Regions from separate parts of the Mus musculus genome. Here region 2 is linked to region 1. A link is a contact called in public Hi-C data. All regions are on one chromosome and are shown on one strand. The core of a region is the stretch at or near the end of the contact, and the rest is flanking DNA. Distances in the headings are between cores, read along the strand shown. Region 1 has its middle 8.4 kb from the start of Gm22491. Region 2 overlaps Med12l (mediator complex subunit 12-like).

Region 1 (4,842 bases), core at 2,291-4,790:
TTAGTTAATTAAATATGTACCAGCAAAAAATAAAACAAAACAAAAAAACAACCTTATTGAGAATGAGCCTACAAGGAGAAAGACACATTTTTAAATTGTGCATTCTTTTATCTGCTTCTTTGTAGGAGTCTCTAAGATGGCTTTGGTATCAGTAACTATAATAGGCCACAGGAGATAAGACGACAAGAAAACATCCATTTCAGAACCTATCAAAGAACAACAAAAACCCGAACACTAAATCAACCTGTGATCTTGAAAATGTAATATTAGAAACTTTTATTTGAGACGTGGATTTTAAAACAGCAACAGTGGTTCTATAGACTGAAGCAATGCTCGAGAAATTTTGAAGTCTGCCTGGAGAGTTGCTTTGAAATGGAATAATGGAAACAAGCCAAGCTGGGTCTCTGCACTGGGCTCTGCCCAGGTCCTCAGCAGGAGACAAACTTGAGGCATTGAGAATTATATACAGTTCAGATGGTCTTTGGGTTTGTAAGCCAATACATTTCTGATAAACTAAATTGTAATTTCAAATGTATTTTGGAAACTTAAGTAAGAAGAACTCAGATGCTTTTCAGCTAATAGTGTGGGATCCTGGAAACCACCCAGTAATTTATTTTTTATAAGTATGTTTCTAAAATAAGTTTTCTTTACAGCTAGACATGGTAGGCCTTGGGCTCTATTAAAACAGCAATGGGAGGCTGGAGAGGCAGCTCAGAGTTTGTAACTCTTGCAGAGGACCCAGGTTCGGTTCCCAGCACTTACAATTATTTATTACTCCGGGTCCAGGAGATGTGACTCTATCTTCTGACTTGAGCAAGCAGCATGCATGCTCACAATATACATACATACACACAGGGGAAAAAAAACCCCAAAAGGCAAAAACAAAATAACAAAAAGACACTTATACACATAAAATAAAAATAAATAAATCTAAAAATTATTTTTAAATTCCAGGGGGCTTTTGATTTTAAAGTGTACAGTCACTATTCTACATAGCGCTATACATAGCCATCTGAATCGCTGTGGATAAGAGATGCAAACATTCACACAAAAAACGTTCAGTATATAAAAAGATATTTAATTTTACCAATACATTTAATTTAAAATTACACAGAGGCAAAAGCACAATTTTCATATTGACAAAAAAAGAAAAAAGAAAAGAAAGGAGTTTGGAAACACGCTGTGTTCAAGGATTCAGCATGATAACTCTTACAGAATAGGTTTGTTCAGTGGACTCGCAAATTACTCCAGGAGCCTTTCCACTTTTGATCTGCCCTCCAGAGCTTCTCTGAGGTAATGGATATTAAGCTTTGTCAGTAGAGGGCGCGAGAGAGACATTGCAGAAGGAAAAGAGACAATTTCTGGCAGGCTGGGTTTGGCTTTCTTTTACTTAGCTGTTCTTTCAAAGCCTGTGTTGCCTGTGCAGAAGAACGTGATGGAATCGGGCAGGTAGTGTCAGAGTGGCCAGTCTCAAACTGGGTCTAGTGGCCAGCAAGAGTGCCACGCAGTGCTTCACGCCAGTCTGTGGCTATTTGTGAGGCTTTGTATGCCCAAAAGGCGTTTCCTGCTTGCCCCTCACCCCCCAACTGTGGACAAGATTAGTGGAGGTCCCTCCCTCAATTTCTCCTCCATCCAGTAGTCCACCCTTGTTTCTAAGAGGCTTCTCTCCTGACAGACAGTGGAAGTTCCCTAGCTGGCTCTGCGGCCTTGGTATCCGTTTTCTGCACTGTAACATCCTTTATATCCTGCTTTGAAGAATTATGGTCAGCTGCCTAAGTCTAACTCACCACCTGTTTTGGAAATAAAATTGTTTGGGAACACAGCCAGGCCCATTTGTTTATGTACCGTCTATAGAGCTTTCCGTGTGACAGAGAGAGTATGGTCAATCTATTTGCAGTCTGTCCTATTGTAGAAAATGTTAGCCAATCATTATAGTTCTTTTCTTCTTTATGTTACTCTATCAGGGTTTTATAATTTTTAGCATTAAACTTCCTCTATTTTAATTGCTGTGTGGTTTCTGTCTCTACACGGTGCTTCCTCTAGTGGAACAAAAATACCCACGCTCAAGGTTATTTATTACAGCATTATTTGTCGTTGTAAAAATACTCACGAGCACTCTAAGTCCTCTACCATGGAGACTGATTAGTAAACTACAGTATCCACACAGCAGAGAGCTCACAAGCAGGGAGATCTCTGTGAACCGACACGGAATTACTTCCAGGCTGATGTGGAGCAACAAAAGGAAAACAAACAAAACTGAGAAATACGTGTATACGGTATGCCATGTTAATAAGACAAGGTTTGCTTCTAAATGAAACCTAGAGCTAATAAACCTGAAACCACCAGCAGATACTTACAGGATAAGAGCGGAAAGGGCTAGGAGGGAAATGACACACCAAGCCTATCTTTTACTCCAGCGTAGAGCAGTTGGAAGAAGCATCCAACACAAAACCTGTTTGGCCGTGAAGTGTTAAATAGCTTGCGTGGCTAACTAGGAGTTTCAGCTCGCTGATGGTGTAAGTGGCGTGAGAGCGTATTGTTCCACATGTTGACACTTCAGGATAAAGATTCAAGTTCCATGTACGGTTCTATCAAGTTGAAAAATGATGCTGCACGTGTGTGAGATCTGAAGCTTGGTCCTCAACATCCACATAAACATATAGACAAGCTGGGCATGTGGCATGCAGCTGCCCAGCATCTCAGAGCTGATTACGCAGGGTGATTCCAGCTGAACTGATGAACACAGGTTCACTACGGTACTCTGGTGTGGTAGATTGCTGTCTGTTTTTCTGACCCCCTCAAAAGGGGTGCCTGTGCTCAGGGGAGGTCAGGTGCAATCTTAGATAAGTCTAAGATTAGTCAGATAAGTCTAGAGCCTGTGGTTGGGCAGTGGAAAAAGAAGGCAGAGCAGAATGTTTTAGAGACAGGGCACACACACACACACACACACACACACACACACCATCCTCAGATGAACCATTCAAAGTCAGGGTACTCCAGGTGTGTCTGTGAATGAGTGTGTGTGTGAGAACTATAAATACTGCTTCCTACTGGTGACCATGTGTTTTAATCATGAACTTGTGAGTGAGGTCCCCGGAAGCAGAATAGTTATATTTGATTGATTATCAACTCTCCATAAGGGAGTCAGGGTTTGGACAGAGTCTATTGAGAGAAAAGTGTTTTTTGTTGTTGTTGTTGTTGTTTAGCTCATAAGTCCTTTCTGAATTTGTTTAACTCCATGAAGAGCTGTGAGAAACAAAGAAACATGAGTTCAGACGACCTACCTTCCCATCTAGTTTTCTATGTGCTTTGGAGAAGGCCCTTGGCCTCCCTGCTGGTTTTCTTGTTGTAAATGGGAATATTGCTACTGCATCCAGGACTACCTTTGGTTAAAACTCAAGGAAAGACTTGGAGGTGTCGTGCTTTCTTGAGGGAGTATCTCAAGAGAAAAATAGGGAGGTGTTAGGGTTAAGACAGAGCAGGGCGCTGTGGCCTCAGCTGGGGTTTAGCTCTAAACTAAACCCCAGGGAGCTTGTGAGCCTCACCGAAAGGCAGAGCCACCCTGCAGCGAAGGCCTGAGTCTCTGAGTCATGCTTCTTGACTATCCACCCAGGGATGGTGTTGAGGATAACATCCTCGCGTGGCCCCTGGTGGACTGAAAACGATTCTCTGGAGAAAGAGCTGTAAACTCTTAGCAACCAACACGTACGACTGCGAGATGGTGCGCCTGACTGGTAAAGGATCGAACCTATTACAATCACCACCTCACATGGTCATTGTGACAGTTCAATGTGACATTACAAAAACAGCACATAGAATAACATGTAACACCCGTTATGTGCTTAATCCAAACGTCTTTCTAAACACTTTGTCCTTAGAAAATTGCAGAATAGAACACAAATCCTCAAATGTTAGCTATTTTTGTTATCTTATTTCATAGCACATATTAGGTGTTTAACATGAGGGATGAATCATGTTATGCAGGGAAAGTATCTTTGCACCTCTCTAATTAGCTTCTACATTCTTTCCTTATTGCCTTAAACAACACAGTATCTTAGACCTTGTGTTATCCTGTGGTCAGTGAATTCACATTAACCTTTTGATGTTTTGGAGTCCCCCCAGATTTTTATCTAATTTTTATTCATGCTCTAGGTACCTAGTTAGGATGACACTACTAAATTTGGATGAGGTCATGGTGAGAGGAACCAGGAACAGCTGACCCACTTGCTAATTAGTCTCATTCCCCGTGATGACTGGGTAGACTACGAAGAAAGGGGAAAAAAATCCAGGAGCCCCCTTGATAGCATCTGCAACGCAGCACCTAATTCACTGTGGGGATTTGACTTGACAGCTGGCAAGACTTGCATAATCACCTGTGTGGCAGCTGGCTCTGCTTCTAGTGTTGGGTTCTGGCAATCCAGAGCCATCGATCAGGAACAGAGATAGCAAGTGGGTGAAAGGGTAAACTAGAGACCACAAGGGAGACCTGATTCCACATTGCTTTCCCTTGCCTCCCAACCTCTAATTTTGATGAAAGGATCCCTTCAGGGAAAACTGGTGCTTGTCATTAAGCTGAACAACCACTGACTGAGTACTCAAAGAAACCAAAGGAGGATGCAAGTCCCACAGCAGCTGAGGGGTGGGAGTGTTAGTGGTTTGCATCTTATCAACAAGGTGACCTGAGAAATCTCAGCGTGAGCTGAGGTAGGGCCTGGTGTTCTTACCTACAATGTCAAGTATGCAAAGGATAACAAGATGATTCACTTCCTCTAGTCAAAGCTTGCACACGGCAGCACTTGTGGTCATTGCAGACTTGAAGTACAGAGGGAAGAACAATCTGAG
Region 2 (5,185 bases), core at 1,165-3,664, 74 kb after region 1:
ACAGCTGTCCAGTTGGATTTAAGACCCCCTGAAAGGGGAGAATTCATGCAGTACTATAAACCTGGCCAGCTACCCATAGCTGGTGAGCCCGTGGGCTTTAGAGCAGAACAACCAAGTCACTTTCATAAAACAGTATGATTCCTAGTTATGTTATAAACAGTTATCTTTATAATCACAGACAGACACGTGTAGCTCCTACCCTCATCAAAGAATCTTCTTTGTGTAGCCGATAAATAACATGGCAGAAATCTACAACGGCTCAAAATGCAGAAAGCAACAGGTTATAGGGTATCTAGCACCAACTACTGTGTCAACAACACAACCTCCGTACCTAAGGGTCAGTTAAAATCACGGAAGAGGGGTCAGAAAGATTGTAAGAGCCAGCGGACCAGAAAGTCTGCTGTGAGATGGGATCTTCTGCAAGCTACGAGAAAGCTATACCCATAAAAATCTCAAAAATATGGTTACTTAAAAGAAGATCAGTGTCACAACAACATCAGTTGGCATGCCAACATGGGAGCGGGAAATATGACAAAGCATCACCCCTTAGATGGAGGACTCTAGATGGCTAATGGCTGCTGAGAGAGAAAGAATCCTCCTTCTCCAAGGAGGAGACCTTTGATAGGTTATCTAATCCAAGGGGCCAGCCTCAAACACTATTAAATGCCACTAGGAGTGGGCCTTTGGGAATTGTAGTCCAGCACCACTTCCAGTTCTAGCCTGTCTTTCTCAAATGTGCACAGCCCGTTTGAAGTCCAGGACCTTTGTGCTACTCACGTCAGGTGCCCGAGGCTAGGAGAGATGTAGTGGGATGAGGGATGAAGGGCTATCAATTGAGTGCTCATTTGTTTTGAAGATTTATTACTTAGAACATAAACCAGGAAATTTAATATCAACCCGACACTTTCTGTGTATGTGTGTTTTAAATAGGTAAATATATACGGTCTTAAAAAAACACTAACTGCTCAAAGTGGACTGCTGATGTTTTTGTAGCTTGAGTGAAATGTTAATTCTGTGATGGTTAGAAAGCTGCTTTAAAACAAAGAGAACAAAACAGCGAAGGGCTTAAGTTATAGAGTTATCTTATATAAACTGCGTATAGCCTTCAAAGCCAATTGTCTTTAATGAATTTTTCTAAAGCCCGAGTCAGCTCTGCTGTATTGGAGTTCAGATTGCATTGAGTGTGGGTACAGAAAACAGTTATTAGTCACTAGGGTGTCAGGGAGGTTGTGAGTGTGTTGCATGCAAAGTGAACAGAGGTTAACTAGGTGGACAGATCATGCTCGGTGTCTGGGAAGATTAAGGATGGGCTTCTGGGGTGTTGACAGCAGGCACAAGGACTATCTTTTGGCTGCTCTGTATAATGTGGAAGTTACTGTGCTTTGTAGCTTCTTGGTCTGGAGCTATTTTGTATGGTCACCTGGTGATAAGATGTCTTGTATTGTGTCCTCACAAAAAGCCTAGCTGTCTATGGTTTGATCAGAAGTAGACGAATTAGAGTGGCTTCTCACTGTGTGTGGGTGTAGTGTGTGTACATATTCGTGTATATGTGTGTGCATATTTGTGTGTGTATATATATATATATATATATATATATATATATATATGTATGTGTATGTGTGTGGTGTGTTTGTGTCTCTGTGTATGTGGAGTTAAATGAATGCTGTGCCATTTTTATTGTTGAAAAATTTCACAAACTACCATCAGCAGTATGATCATGGCATGAACTTCATTCTGGCAGAGGAAAGAGGAGAGGAGAGTTTTAGTTTTGCTGGCCAAGGGATCGAACCTGCTCCTACCAGCTATAAGAGCTATACCAGCTATAAGTATCATATGTAAGAATACACTCAGGTCTGCTGCTTTGCTGGGGTGGGGGGCTGGTAGCAGCTGCCTTTCTCTAGCTACACTCCTCTGTGTCTCCTGCCACCAAGATCCTCAGGAGGGACCCCCCTCCCGCCATTCCTGAGGTCTCTTCTCCGTCTTGGGGGACAGATTCTTGCTGTGGTAGGGCCCACTGTGTTGTGTACACAGGGCAGCAAAGGCATTAGCTGGCCAACAAGTCTGTTGTCTTGCTGGAAACTTTCTCTCCTGGGCCTGGTCCCTGGGGAGAGGAAACATGTCCTAAGGGGTTAATTAAAAGTACTAGCTCAGTCTTCATAAATATTGCCCTGTTTTTCATACTGGGAACCTCTCACTATGCCAAGGCAAAAGTCATTGCACACTGAGGTATCCACAGAAATCTGTAATGATCTCAAAATTAAAAGTGTAGTTAAAGGAGGAGGTTAATGTACCCACAGTGAATGCAGCCTCCCACCTCCCAGTAGCCCTGTGTGTCCCACAGGGTGGCACTGTTATCTCCCCAGCCACTCCACTGTGAATCCGGAAGCTTCCCTAATCGAGCAGCCCTTCCCTTCATCTCTGTTATCAGGCTGGCTACTGTTTTCCTCCAGCAAGGGCCCCACTCCTACCTCTCCTCTGTTCCCTACCAGGGTCACATCCCCGCTGAATGTGGTAGCCCCTGCTCACTTTGCTTATGCAACTTCCTGAGAGTTAGTTTCCATTTATGTATTGGATCCTGGTACTCCTTTGACCAGAATTCTTCAGTGCCTTTTAAACATTTGTGAAAGGCTGTACTCCCGTGAAGTCGCTGCCTGGGTTGCTGGCTTGAGACCGTTCTTGGATGGATGAATGTTTCACTAGTGCCCTCTTGTGGTCATTTTACAATCGCTTGGGAACCTCTAGCTGCTGGAGCCTCTGCTTCCATTGCTGCTTCTGCCTGTGAAACTCATTTGTGCTTCCCTTCTAGAAGTGACAGACTGCCACCCTTCATCTCCCCTCCCGAGTCCCACAGCACACCAGAGCATCTCTCCCACTGCTGCTGGTCCCTCTGCACACCCATGTCTCTCTGGACCTCATCAATGACGTGCCTCGGGTGGTTTCTCTCTTAATTCTCTTAGAAGTTCCCAGGAGAACCTCCAGCCCGTGTAGCTAAGTGCTGACGGCTTCTATTTTAGATATTTATTCTTTGTTTCTTTCTAGGACATATTCGTGATTTCATGGCAGCAGTGGTTTGTATAATATGTAGTGTCTTTGGACAATAAAGCCAGTTTAAAAATAACACAGGGAAACCTTGTATGCACATAAAACTAGATAGTTATTTGATAAGGCATTTACTTTGTTGGCACACATGAGCTCTCTCTGCTGGTGAGTCACATCCGAACAGAAGAAAATATTAAGGAGTTATTATTATGTTATTATTGGCCTGTGTATGTAACATGTATGTGGACACCTGTGGAGGTCATTGGCTCCCTTGCAGCTGGAGTCACAGATGGCTGTGAGCTGCCTGCTGTGTGGGCTTGGAACTGAACTCCGGTCCTCTGGAAAAGCAGTAAGGGCACTTACCTGCTGAACATCTTCCCAGCCACCAGCAAATGTTTTCAAAGGATTAATGTGTCTGGTCACTTATTGCGTTGTAGTGTTTCTGCTGTGTACAGTTGCTTGCTACCCTTTCCTCTCTGCTCTCTAACTCCCTCGCAGCCAGAAGGGCGTGCTTCCTGATAGTTCAGCAGACATAGTAGCCTAGCCAGTGCTTTCACTCCCTTGGCCTCCCGTCATATTGGAATGGTAGCTATGATTTATGCTGTTGTTTATCCAGGCTGCTAGTCAACACACTGGCAAGCACGTTTTCATTCCAGAAGTTAACATTGGCCGAATCGGGATTTTGGATAATTATAACTTTACAAATCATATTGTTGTGGATATTAAAAAGAATGTAGAAGTTTGTAAGTCCCCTCACCCTCGACCCACCTTTAACCCTAAACTTATGGCCACTCTGGCTTCTCCCTCTCATCTCCCCCAACTGCCCTCTCTTCCAGAGATCATAGAATTTACTTTTATTTTACTTTGTGAAATGTAGATAATTTCTTACTGGAAATAAAGTATCTTAAGAAAAAAACAGATCACTTCCTTGAGATGTAATTCATATGCTATATAATTAACCCATGCATAAAATCAGCCCAAAGATGTTTGTGTGTTCATAGTTATAAAGCCATCTGTTGGTGATAAATCGTTTCCTAAGAAGACACAACACTCACCCCAGATAGGGACCCCACCCCAAATCCAACTTGATGAACAAGCGAGCTTTTTTTTTTTTTGGTTACTTACAGGAATATGGGTGAGGGGTTACTTACTGGAGCAGAATTGACTCACAGATTGTTGCATCACCAAGGCCCACCCCAGCCTGGGTGACAGCTCACAAAAGCTGGGAGCCTAGAGCACACTGTATAGCCTGCAGGCAGTGGAGCAGCTTCGAGAGTGTCTTTCGCAAGTAACTCTGCTCTAAGCCACTCCCAGGCAGCTCAGCTGGTTTCAAGAATCTTCTTTGCAGATTGACATCTTTGAATCTTTGCAGTTCTGTTCCCCCTTTCCAGAGACTCAACCTGTGGGTTACAACCCCTTTGGGGTTGAAATGGCCCTTTCACAGGAACCACCTAAGAGCATCAGAAAACACAGATGTACAGTTCATAACAGTAGCAAAATTACAGTTATAAAATAGCAATGAAAATAATTTTGTGGTGGGGTGTGTGTGGCTGCAAAATGAGGAGAGCTGTATTAAAGGGTCACAGCACCGGGGAAGTTTCGAACCTTCTTGCGAACCTTCTCGCTTAGTCTCAGAGGGTCTCTCCCTTTATTGCCTGCTCTGGCAGGCAAGGACTTTCTGCTTAAGTAGCTTCCCTGCAGGATGGGATGTTTCAGTCTTGGAGGAAACATTTGTATCACCATCAACCCCATTTTAGAACATTTTCACCACTTGTAAAACCCCATATTCATTAACATCACTAGTTTACTTTTGTATAGATTTTCTTATTTTGGACATCATAAGCCATATAATATATAGGTCTACCAAACTAGCATTTTTTCACTTAGTATTTTCGATCGTTCCTCCATGCTATGGCAGGTCTCATAAGCAAAGCATTCCCTGTATATGTCATCACTATTGCTGCATCGTAGGCACACACCACATTTCGGTCACTCAGCAGTTGATGCTTAGATTTACTTCTTGTCATTTGGAGTCCCGATGCACTCCGTGTGCATGTGTATACAGTCTTCGTGTAGATACGTGTATGCTATCTCTCTGTGCATAGCTGGCTGTAAGGTAGTGGGGTTACATTGTGTTTCCATGTTT

The links. A called contact is a pair of places that touch in the nucleus more often than the background predicts.
Region 2: a contact with region 1 is called in a Hi-C map of female germline stem cells, with 6 times the contacts expected there. The contact joins two enhancer-like sites. A contact is called at or near these places in 20 of 39 promoter capture datasets (the 3T3-L1 cell line, 3T3-L1-derived adipocytes, the C10 cell line and 13 more), 9 of 15 datasets of contacts at CTCF or cohesin (CD8 T cells, the G1E-ER4 cell line, the NIH/3T3 cell line and 6 more), 224 of 484 Hi-C or Micro-C datasets (the 63-12 cell line, 8-cell embryo, the AML12 cell line and 113 more), 29 of 115 datasets of contacts at active chromatin or transcription factors (the 230-238 cell line, CD4 single positive thymocytes, CD8 T cells and 20 more) and 3 of 9 other capture datasets (adipose tissue, embryonic tail and pancreatic islet).

What each region holds. Positions count from the first base shown.
Region 1 is chr3:58,981,656-58,986,497 of GRCm38.p6, forward strand. No RefSeq gene overlaps it. Among named protein-coding and RNA genes, the nearest start is that of Gm22491, 8.4 kb to the left of the region's middle. Within about 2 kb of position 3,541, at least 8 of the 459 cell types and tissues checked have an H3K27ac peak or open chromatin away from gene starts, as enhancers often do. A contact at or near this core is called in female germline stem cells and olfactory sensory neurons, where this site is marked.
Region 2 is chr3:59,056,732-59,061,916 of GRCm38.p6, forward strand. All of the region lies in intron 4 of Med12l (mediator complex subunit 12-like), which reads left to right. Among named protein-coding and RNA genes, the nearest start is that of Gpr171, 42 kb to the right of the region's middle. Within about 2 kb of position 2,415, at least 61 of the 459 cell types and tissues checked have an H3K27ac peak or open chromatin away from gene starts, as enhancers often do. A contact at or near this core is called in female germline stem cells and olfactory sensory neurons, where this site is marked.